Regions from separate parts of the Gasterosteus aculeatus genome. Here region 1 is linked to region 2. Evidence: chromatin contacts called from public Hi-C data. All regions are on one chromosome and are shown on one strand. Each heading gives the region's core, a stretch centred on a gene start, on an enhancer-like site or on the middle of the called end of the contact. The rest is flanking DNA. Distances are from core to core; before and after follow the strand shown. Region 1 overlaps me1 (malic enzyme 1, NADP(+)-dependent, cytosolic). Region 2 holds the start of prss35 (serine protease 35).

Evidence for each region. Hi-C and Micro-C count contacts between places; a contact is called where the count stands out from the background.
Region 1: a Hi-C map of liver shows a contact between it and region 2, with 8 times the contacts expected there. The contact joins the enhancer-like site here to the promoter of prss35 in region 2. A contact is called at or near these places in 6 of 6 Hi-C or Micro-C datasets (blood and trunk muscle, liver, skeletal muscle and 2 more).

What each region holds. Positions count from the first base shown.
Region 1 is chr20:16,782,052-16,787,281 of fGasAcu3.hap1.1, reverse strand. me1 (malic enzyme 1, NADP(+)-dependent, cytosolic) reads right to left here. Exons shown (of 14, transcript XM_040166048.2): 9 at 4,933-5,046; 10 at 4,320-4,425; 11 at 3,982-4,124; 12 at 3,705-3,878; 13 at 3,061-3,159; 14 at 2,190-2,667. The coding sequence ends at 2,500. Among protein-coding and RNA genes, the nearest start is that of prdm13, 42 kb to the left of the region's middle. Within about 2 kb of position 2,616, at least 1 of the 9 cell types and tissues checked has open chromatin away from gene starts, as enhancers often do.
Region 2 is chr20:16,717,517-16,723,244 of fGasAcu3.hap1.1, reverse strand. prss35 (serine protease 35) reads left to right here and starts at 2,230. Exons shown (of 2, transcript XM_040165920.2): 1 at 2,230-2,546; 2 at 4,673-5,728. The coding sequence starts at 4,692.

The DNA of each region.
Region 1 (5,230 bases), core at 1,367-3,866, 64 kb before region 2:
GAGAGGATAGTGATATATGTGGGAGGGGGTGTTACTGGAAGTCAGCTTTAGAATGCAGTCCAGCTTTAAGAAAAAGAAAGAAAGTCAAATAAAGTTGGCTACTTGTGAAGGAAAATAAACTGTGAAATAGCTAAAAGTAAATATGCATGTGTAACCGGGGCGGCCGTTCGCCTGGTCACAAGGGTGACAACGTCACTTTGGGACTCTCACCCAAAGAATATCAGTTGTAATGAAAAAGAAAGGGAGCAGAGAGGTGAAGTTCCAGTTTTGTAACAATGTTTTTTTTTTATTTACAAGTAGGTTTAATATTTAAAAGAAAAGGAATAATCAATCCAGAAACATTGGTCGGTTTTATGGCAAAATATAATCTATGCTTTGAAAAAGGATTACTATACTGGGGTACCCTACCAGTACAAGGTGACTACTTGAGGCCCACCGGGGCGGGGGAGTGAAAGGGGACAAGGGGGCCACCACCAGGTCAAAGGAAAGAAAACACAGCAAATCAAAAAGAATTAAAACACAGCAAACAAACAAAATAAACTGAAAGGGCCTTCCACCTCGTGAGCCACCCCCTGTAGGCCTACTATATGCCCACCTGCACTGGCATTAAAGGGACCCCCAGTATAGGGCGCAGTAATGGTTGTTCATGTAGGACAAAACAAAGACACTAACCCAGAAAGAAAACAAATTCGCAATTCACAATCAAAGATACTATATAAACCGGGTAACCATAATCTATTTTAAATCAAAGGCAAAAACAGCAGTGACCAGGCTCAGCGTTGCACCACCTGATCATTTCCTGTATAAAAGAAAGAAAAGGTAAATAACGCCAATAAACATTTCACTGCTAAAAAGCATATTAAAACATGAAACAGAAAACCCCTGACATACCTCTAGATTCCGCTCAAACCCATCCGCACGTGGCGAGTGCTGTGCCTATGCCGTGGGAGACCTACAGCAAGCCCCCCTCTAGCTCTAGTGGGGCAAAAGCTCCCATTTAAAGAGCACCTGGTCACACCTGTTAGGCATCACCAATTAAGGTGGTGTGGCCAAACAGGCAGGGGGGGGAGGGGAGAGCTCTACCCATCACACGTGTACAGTATTGATAAATTAGCAGTTCACAGAGATGCATAAATGATGATTTATTGAAACATTTAAACCAAGCTCAAAGTTATGGATTTGCTTGGAAGGCAACTTTGACCAAAGATGTGTTTTAATGGCTTTTTATATTCGAGTTGCTCATGTGTTTTAATAGACCATGATTGCTGGATGCTGTTGACATTGAGACACGTCGATCACCGTGTCAGGGTGGCGGTGGCCCAGGGCTGAATTAAAAAGGGTGGGCGAGGCAAGGAGGGAAAGTTAATGTTAGTGTCTCTGCTCGGCGCCCAGGGCCAGACGCACAACTCTGAATGCTGACCGGTTCTATTGATTTCTGACCACGTTGGGCAGCAGGCCAGCCGAGGCCTCTGGTACTGACTGTCTGGCTAGTGATTGATTCATTAATGTAAAACCATCTCAGTGGTCACAGTGGGCAGAGACAAAATACGCCGATGGAGCTTTTATTGCTTCTTGCATGTACGCACCACTCGAGTGCCCATCTCTGATTTGTGGATGACACAATTAATGAAAGTTTACTTAAGTCATATAAAGTTATATACATCCATATTTACTGATTCTCAACTAGGTTTTTTAGATTTCCGTCAAAATATTTTTCGTCAAAAAATTGTACATCCACGTACAATTTTTTTTCTATATCCCTGGCCCATAGCCTTCTATTGAGTTAAATTGTAAATTTGTGAATTGAATTGAATGTCATTTGTCTTGTCTCATTGTCTTACTGTCCGATGTTCTGCATATATTTTGTCAATAAAAGAGTCACACTGATTGCAATGATTCAAATCGGCCTCTAGAGGGAGACGGAGCACTGTGCAACACGGTGGTGCATTTTCTCACTCTATGAAGCGTTTAACAGATGATGTATGACGGTTAACAGGCTAAAGAATAATCAAACAGTTTGTACATTCTCTCGTCTGTTGATGAAGCTACAGAAAGATACCAAAGTGTGCGTCACAAGAAGATAACCTCTGTTCACAGCATTTCTCCATTGAGGCTACTTTATAAATTCATCAGAAGTCCCTTTTACACCCAAATCAAACTCTTTTTCCATTAAGAATTTCAGTCAGATATCAATCAAAACCATTTTTATTTGACAAAGAATTTTTGGATTATAGCTGACAATCATAAAGAAGCTCTCACAGCTGAATTAAAAGTATCCTGTGAAGGACCTCCTAAAATGTGAAGTGACAACAACCATTAGTGCAATATTTAATAAATTCTTCAAATTTCTTTCTGATTTGCATTTCACATGATATAAATACAGCATGAAAGAGGAACATCTGCAGACAGACCCTTTCGTATCCCAATGTCATGTGTCGTGATGATTTAGCGTGTCAGTTGGCGTTCCCCTCCGGGGCTCCTGGGTCGCCGTCCGGTGCATCAAAGTTTGCATGTCTGCACAGCCGTGCTGTCCTCCGGCCAGCGGTACGAGTCCACAGCAAACTCCTCATAGTCAGTGCTGTAGGTGAGCGAGTGCACATAGGCCTCCTTGTCGGACGGCTCGGGGCGAAGTGCCGCTATGTTGTGCTCGTAGGCGTACTCCATGACCTGTAATGCACGGGGTTGGAGAATAGTGTTGAGGTTTCACAAGCCCTTAGACAACTAGACTCAAGTTTCAAGACTGTTTTTTACCTTAAGGAAAATATCAAATTCAGACAACAGGTGACTTAAGGTTTCCGCTGAGGCCTTTTATCCTGAGCCCACATTGGTTGCATTTAGAAGCAGTAAATCCATCAATGCACGATCACATTTTAGGCTTATCACACCTTAATGGATTTTCAATAAAGGCTCAGTTGGACATCGCCGCACTGCCGGCACCCAAACACCGATGAACAACAAGTCTAGAAGATGCAGAGTGTGCATGAGTGTGGCCTGGTTCGGATAGGCGACTATGAACCCTTCCAAGGTGCATCTGCTTCTCGTTGTACGCTGAGCTCTGACCTTGACAGCCAGCTTGAGAGAGACGTCCCTGATGGAGCCGAGAGGAGGATACAGCCTTCCCTCCGCCAGGTCCTTCTCTGTCACCTGCTGCGCGAGAGCCTGTCAACAAGGTAAAACACACAGCTCATGTTATTAAAGGAGGAAATCATCAAAATATGCCAACTTGTGTTGCACATGAATACTCTCAGCTAGCTACAGCTCGGTGGGGTGAAATGTTAAGAAGTATTTTCTCATTAGGAATATTTTGCAGTATAATTAGAACATTAATGGCATTACCGTACTTTGAGCTCTTCTGTTTCTTAATGCCTGTAATTATTTATCTGGGAGTGGTATGAATATTCAAAGTTTAACGGCTGCTTGTCCTATCCCTATTCAGTGTAGTGTGTTTGGCCTCTTCTATATATTTCTAAATACACCATTGCTTGTATTAACGTAGGCCAACACCCATTTTTTTAATTACCACACAAGACTGCAGCATTTTGCAAAACTAAACCATATATTAAGAAACAATTAGCTTATCCTCCACGCTACCTACACATGTGCATCAGTAGTAATAATTCAGTGCTACAAACAAAATAGAACAATAAGTAAGGGTAAACATTGTGTTAAAAGGTGTGTGCGTGCTGTACATGCGGTTTGTGTACCTCTGCTGCAGTGAGGAAGACTTCCTCACTGATATGACGGACGGCGCAGGCAGTGACAGCCAGGCCCACACCGGGGAAGATGTAGGCGTTGTTCCCCTGACCGGGGAAGAAGGTCCTCCCATCGGACAGGGTGACCGGGTCAAATGGGCTGCCGCTGGCGAAGATGCCCCGGCCCTGCGACCCGTGGAGGCACCGTGAATTCACCCATTGATCACGGATCAACAGGGGCATCGTTCGGGGCCATTTGTGTCAGCATTATTGTGATGAATAACGGTACCTCTGTGAGGGTGTAACACTGCTCGGCGGTGCACTCTGCTTTGCTGGTCGGGTTGCTGAGGGCAAAGATGATCGGCCGTTCATTGAAGGAAGCCATGTCTCTGATGACCTGCTGGGTGAAGGCACCGGGGATGGCCGCCGCACCTGAGACAGAAAGCTTATAACGTTCAATATTCAGTCTTCAGACTTTAAACGCATTTTCCAAATGACCCCAAATTCTCATTCAAGTCTACGATCAATCCCTTCTTTCAATATACCCTTGAATCCGATCCATCAGTGTCATCCGACTGGTACTGAAACTAGCTGCCTCATTAAAACATGAAGTGCTGGTTGTTTTACCAATGATCGCTGTAGGTTTCAGTTCCCGAACCACATCCTCCAGTTTCTTCATCTGTGGGTGCTTATGAGCAAACATCTGCTTCTCGTGAGTCAGCTGGTCCCGACCCTAACGGTAAAGGAGAGGAGCAGGACATTACAGACATGAAAACCGGTAGAAAAATAGTACCAAAAAGATTTAATACTTTAATACTTGGAGTCATTGACATTGGTCCCTAACACTTTACTGCTGTTGGAATGAAGGAATGCTGGTACTTTCCAGCTCTTCTGGTGAGGAGACGGTAAGTGGGATGGAGGAGAGAGGGAATAGTTGAGGAGAGTGAAGAGGAGGAATGAATCACGTGGATATGGTGGACAAAACAGATGTGTAACAGATGTTGCAGTTTGCAGCTATTCCAAGGACAAACCTGGCATGTGAATTAACAAACCATTGGAAATGTTTAGTTGTGGAGGTAACTGATGTCAAACTGCTTAGGAAAACTCATCGTCAGAGGTTTTTAACCCGTGATAACATCTATTAGTGTTGCTGTGTATTTTCTTTCTGGATCTACTTTGTCTAAACGGGCCGTCAATTGGTTAATTCTCCATGTGCATTAGCAGCATTTTATCAAGATACCTGGACAATGAGACCCTTGGAATCGACCATCCAGATCTTTTTCAAACACTCGTCCTTAGCGAGTCCCTCTTTTTCCATGGCCATGGCGATCAGCTCAGCAATCCCCATCGCTGCCTGGGGGCGGGACAAGAGAGGAGGAGCTGCACTATAAAGCCAATAGTCAAATCTATTTTAAGATGCCATTTGTGTAAAATCAGACACACATTCAGCCCTCCGTACAGCCTGGACGCTACAATCCTTCGTTTCACGACCCAATAATGAACTCTTCAACCTTAAATAATGAAATAAAATGAAACGT
Region 2 (5,728 bases), core at 981-3,480:
ATGCACAGATGAGATGAGGCACCTCCTCCCTGTCTGGGAGTCCAGACACTGGTGGTGGAGAACAAGTCGCTCCACTCTTCTGATATGCCAGATTCCCCTGCTGATTGGAGGTGTCTGGGGTGGCGGAGGGTTGCGTCTGGTGCTTGCTGAAATGAAACTGACGGCAACAGACAAGAGAACAGCGATCGGTTTACGGAAGCAGCTTATGCCGTACCCACATATAGCCAGTCTTCCTGACTGAATTTACGCCTAAGCTGGATGTTTCTGGCTGGCTGGCTTGGACATTGCTTTTAAGTCTAGATGATCGGGTGGTAGAATTGGTGTATCCAGTCAAGGAGGAGGCACATGTACAATTACGTCTTCCATAGCTACTATAGGTACTGATCTTTCTCTGACTTTAACATGGAACCTTTCTATTTGATATCATATTTGTATGTTCTATTCTTTCATTTCGTTCTACAATGGCCACAGTATCGAAGTGGCCAGAAATGTGTGGCCAACTGTGGTGTCTGCAGCATGATGCCGTGATTTAGGCCAGGAGCCTCTGCTTCGCCCGCTTCTTGGCCTAAATAAGTATAATCATTTATTTGACGAGGACAGCGGTGGCTGCACCCGACTGAAGCTTCAAGAAGTCAGAGAGCTGCGGGTGATGTCCCATGCGCAACGTTTTCTCTCCCCACAGCCTGTGTGGCATACGCCGAGCTTAAAGCACCCGAGTGTGTTTACAGTCGCAGTGGTATATTTTCATTGACTGGGTCGATCTCCATTAGCATGCTAAGCCCGAAGGAGGAATCGGACCACACCCAGAGAGAGAGAGAGAGAGAGAGAGAGAAACGTAGGTCATGTGCCAACCCAATGTGATCCCTGCCCACATGGACGGGCGTCCATCAGGATCCTCGACATGCCGGTCAGGTGTGCAGCCCACCCACGGACTCTCTCTTTCACACACAGGCTCAGCGACTGGTGTCATTTTACAGCCAGTTTGCCGACATCGGTTGAGCTGCTGTGAAGTCTCCTGTAAATCAAACTGACTGACAGAAGTGATTACAAAAAGATCAGGTTCAAATCGAAATGACATCCTGTTCTCATTTCCCCTCGAGGCCAGATGTGTATCATCACACTCCCCCCCCCCCCCCGCCCTCAACTCTCCCTTTCTCTCCCTCATCGCACACACGTTTCTGTGCCTTTTTCTTGGCTCGGCGAGACTCCGACGAGTCACCGGGCCGGTCTTCCACCGCCGGCTGCTTGATGCAAAGGATAAAGAGAAAAGAGATTTGAGTGAGTCTCACTTCCTGTTACGAAGGTGGAGGCAGCGAGCGGCCAAGTGCCCAGAGACACTGCGCTTCACCCGAAGACTGAAGATAACAGTCGACAAGGTGTCGCATTTCTTTCTGTCGTGCATGCATGTCCTATTCATACGAATAAAGAAACAATATTTAGAAAAGAAAACCTCTTGAGATGCGATAGCATGCAGCCCAATTCTTTGATTATGAGACATCCATATCCTCTGAGGGACTATGTAAATACATTAAACATATATAAGAACCACAGTCAGACTTAATGATAAAAATAAAAGAGGGTCTACATGCGTTACTTCATCATGAAATAATGTAGATAATCAATTTCCTCTTCCCTGCTTGAGAATAGCAGCTCCCGGTGGTTGTTGTCACAAGGAGGAAGTGTGTGTCACACAACATTATAGCCTACCTCTGATTCCGCCTCAGCCATTTTATCCGAAAATGTGCGCAATGCTAAATTGTTGCAGGAAGGGAAATTGTACATGTAACTGCAAAATTAAAGATTAAAGAAAATAACCATGATTCTTCCTCTTGCTGGGTAATCAGGGTCGGAAAGGTCCAGGTCTGGTTTCAGGACAGGCACGTGAGTATTGTATTTTTAAAGGATTATTTTTAATATTCACAATAAACCGTCAACACATTTCTGAGTGGTGTAAATCATTTGGGTGCATTACAGGAGCAGCTACAACTTCTGGTGTTTGCACCTCACTGGACCAAAAGCTGCTGCATCTGTTGAGGCTCGCTCAGCTCAGAATGGAAACGCCTTCCATCTATTGTTGGGTGAGCGGCAGAACTAATTCCTTCACAGTCCTCTGGAAGTCCCATTGACTGAGGCGCGCTGCCCCCGCTGCCTGGCCCGCTGTACCCCGGCACACCTCCCGCACTGGGCTGCTGCTGAATAGAACACTGACTTCACCCAATTCAGCAGTTAGTTAGGTCGCCCGGTCTGGTCCCACCCACATCTGAACAGCTTTTGTTAGAAGAGGGGGGAAAAAAAGGCCTTTTCAGATTTCTTTTTTTTGCCTCCCCCCTCCCTCTTTCCCTCCTTCCTTCCCTCCCTCCTCAGCATCAAGTGCAGCCTGAGCGGAGCGTCCCAGCTGCGACTCTGTCTCTCTCAGCAGAAGCAATGAGGAGAAGGGAGCCGTCACCCTGCTGATACCAGGACGGCTGGGATCATATTTGTATATTTCTAGGGAAAATAAACAATACACTGCGGATTTGGCATATCCATCAATCGGATGCAAGCAGGTAGGAAGCATTTGTCATTTACTGCCAGACCTTGATGGAACCATGAGGGAAGTGTGCTCATAGTATTTTTTTCCATTTTTTTCATAGATGTATTCAGTTTTCTAATAGACTTTAGTTAGTTTGTTGTTTCTGGATGGACGGACCCCAGAAGATTTATTCGGATTGTTGTACAAACCATTTATTTTTTAACGCTTTAAAAAAAATCTGTTTAAATGAGTTACTTTGCAATTAATATTGGCCGTATTCTTTCTAATTACAGTATGCGATGCTGTAACAGATGTGGAATTGTGGTTTCTTCACATTGGATTGGATCTAATTTAACGGTGCATTTATTTCCCACAATAGCATCCACAGCTAATGGTTACATTTAATTATTTTTGAATGAGGAGAAACTTGTCTTTGATAATCACTAAAATATTTTAAATTGTGTTCTTTGACACCTTATTGTTAAGACCTGATTTTCCTGTGTTTTGCACAGTGGAGGCTCTGTTCCTGAGATGAAGACGTTATATCAACATGTCAAGATCAATGAAATATCTTTTTTTTTCGATTAAACTCGACAGTAGAAGGTGATCCATGCTTCATGAGCACTTTGGTCACTCTGTCTCCTGGGGGGCTCTCGCTGTGGGATGGAGTGGGGGCACACTTCTTGTTCAGCTGACTGCTGCGGAAAACTTTGTTCAAATGAGCGCCTTCTATGACCAAGAGCCATCATGGCAGCATATCAGCTTCCCCTCAATGGTGAATTTAATTGCAGGCTTTCTTCTGGATATTTGTTATGTCTGAGTCTAGCGGTGTGACTGTGAAGCTGAACAGTCACTTTTGTAATGAGGCTGTTTTATAGCTCTTGTGGGCTTGTATTTTATCACCGTCTGATTGGGGCCGGTTAGATGTTAGCCACTGGATATGTTTTATTGGAATCCGTGGTAAACTTAAGCCGACTGGTCTCCTTTGCATTTGCATGACAGTGCGCTTATTGGAAAACAAACCCAAATGAAAAGGGCATTCTCGATAGTTTCAACTTCGAATAAGAAAAAGAAAAAAATAAGATGCCTTGGATGTTTTGTCTGCAGAGGATGATGTTGCATCTAAATGGTTCATAGGGGATGCTGTTCATGCTCCCTCTCAGCGGCGTCTACGTGGAGCTCTGCCAAACCAATCACTGTCTCATTGACAGGGAATGTGTGGTCGTGGACCCTCTGGATTATGCAAGTTTCAGCTGCATTCCCCAGTTGGTCAGACTGTCCTTCACACACCATCTAACCCCTATGATTTCCCCTATTGTGTGACTTCATCACCGACTCTCCTACCCTGTAGTTAAGTGATGGTCTGCTGAAGGTATTAAACTTTATCAGGGATATTGGCATCATCACATTCATACGGTAAAAGCCTGCACCAGCAAGCCGTCTGGATGTTTAACGTCCTTTGGATGCACAACGAGGACTAGAGTGGAGCTAAGGAAACCAGATATGGCCATTACTGAAGGAGAAGGTTAACCATTGTGGCAAACCTCCAAGCCACTGTCTCTGCCCATTCGGAGAACCAGGGTTTGTCCTCTCCTCCTCGCTGCCCGCAGCCTCCAGCAAGAAACAGAGGACATTAATCTCCTCTCAACCACACAGCTAATGCTTTATATGTTTTACATGTCTTTCCCTGTAGAATTGCAATGAGTAGGAATGCTATTTAAAAAAACTGGACAATACTGATTGAGTTCTGCTGTCACACAACGTGTGCCTCTAATATTCTGGGCTACTCTGCCTCCCTGTGGCCATACATGAGTCTCTGTGTGAAAAGTTTCAAGGCGACAAACTGATATTTTAAGGAACAGAAGGAAATAATTCAAATAACCAACAGCTTGATAGTTAATCAAGTGGTATCATGATTGAAAGGAATTATGAAGGTGTGGTAACGGCCTTCTGATCTGTTTGAACAGGGATGTGATTGCTTTTCCTTAATAAGTCCAGTGGTCTGCTGATGTCAAAAGGGGAAATGTCACGTGATTATAAAAGAGGGGCACGTGGATGTGTATACCAAGCCATAGATATTATATGTTTAAACAATTATAAGTCTTTCCGGCTCTATTGCAACGTGTACCTAAGCCTTCCTCTCTACTCTTTATATTCCAGAGCCAGGCCCAACTTAACAATGGGCCCCTTTCCCCTGTGTGTGCTGCTTCCGATGACGGTGCTGGCCATGGTGGTGGCCGTAGCTGCTGAAGGGAATGCAGTGGACGACGAGTACACCTGGCCACAGTGGAAGGTGCCTCTGGTAAGGAAAAGACGTACTGTGCCTCTCGGCAGCCCAAACTTTTCAGCCCGTCCTCAGCCAGAGCCGAGCGGGACCTGCGGGATAGAGTGTCAGCGCCGTCTTCCCGCCGCCTCCCTGGATGACCTGGAGCAGTTCTTGTCCTACGAGACGGTCTACGAGAACGGCACCCGCACGTATACCTCGGTTTCTGTGCAGGGCCTCAATGAGGTGACCGCCTGGTCCAGCAACGTCTCCTCCAGCTCCCGCCACAAACGCGAGGTGTACGGCCCGGATACCCGCTTTACAATCTCAGACAAGCAGTACTCCACCAAATACCCTTTCTCCAGCACCGTGAAGATCTCCACAGGATGCTCCGGGGTTCTCGTGTCGCCCAGACATGTGTTGACTGCTGCCCACTGCATCCACGACGGGAGGGATTATCTAGACGGGGTGCAGGAGCTCCGTGTTGGTATTCTGAAAGACAAGTCCAGACGAGGGAAAGGAGGCAAAGGGAGAGGAGGGCGAGGAAAGGGCAGAAGGAGGAAGGGAGACAAGGATCAAGAGGAAGCGCAGGAAAGGGAAGAGCAAGGAGAGAAAGGCGGCCGTAAAGGAAAAGGTAAAGGTAGAAAGAACAGGAGTCGGCGAAGTGTAGAATCAGGGAGGCCTTTGTTTAAGTGGACCGGGGTGAAGAAGACCCAGGTGCCCAAGGGCTGGTTCAAAGGGGTGTCCGACGGGCTGACTGCGGATTATGACTACGCTGTTTTGGAGCTGAAGAAAGCCCCGAAGGTCAAGCATATGGATCTGGGCGTCATCCCCTCGGTCAAGAAGCTCCCAGCCGGGAGGATCCACTTCTCTGGCTTCGATGATGACCGTCCTGGTAACCTGGTGTACCGGTTCTGCTCCGTCTCTGAGGAGTCCAACGACTTGTTGTACCA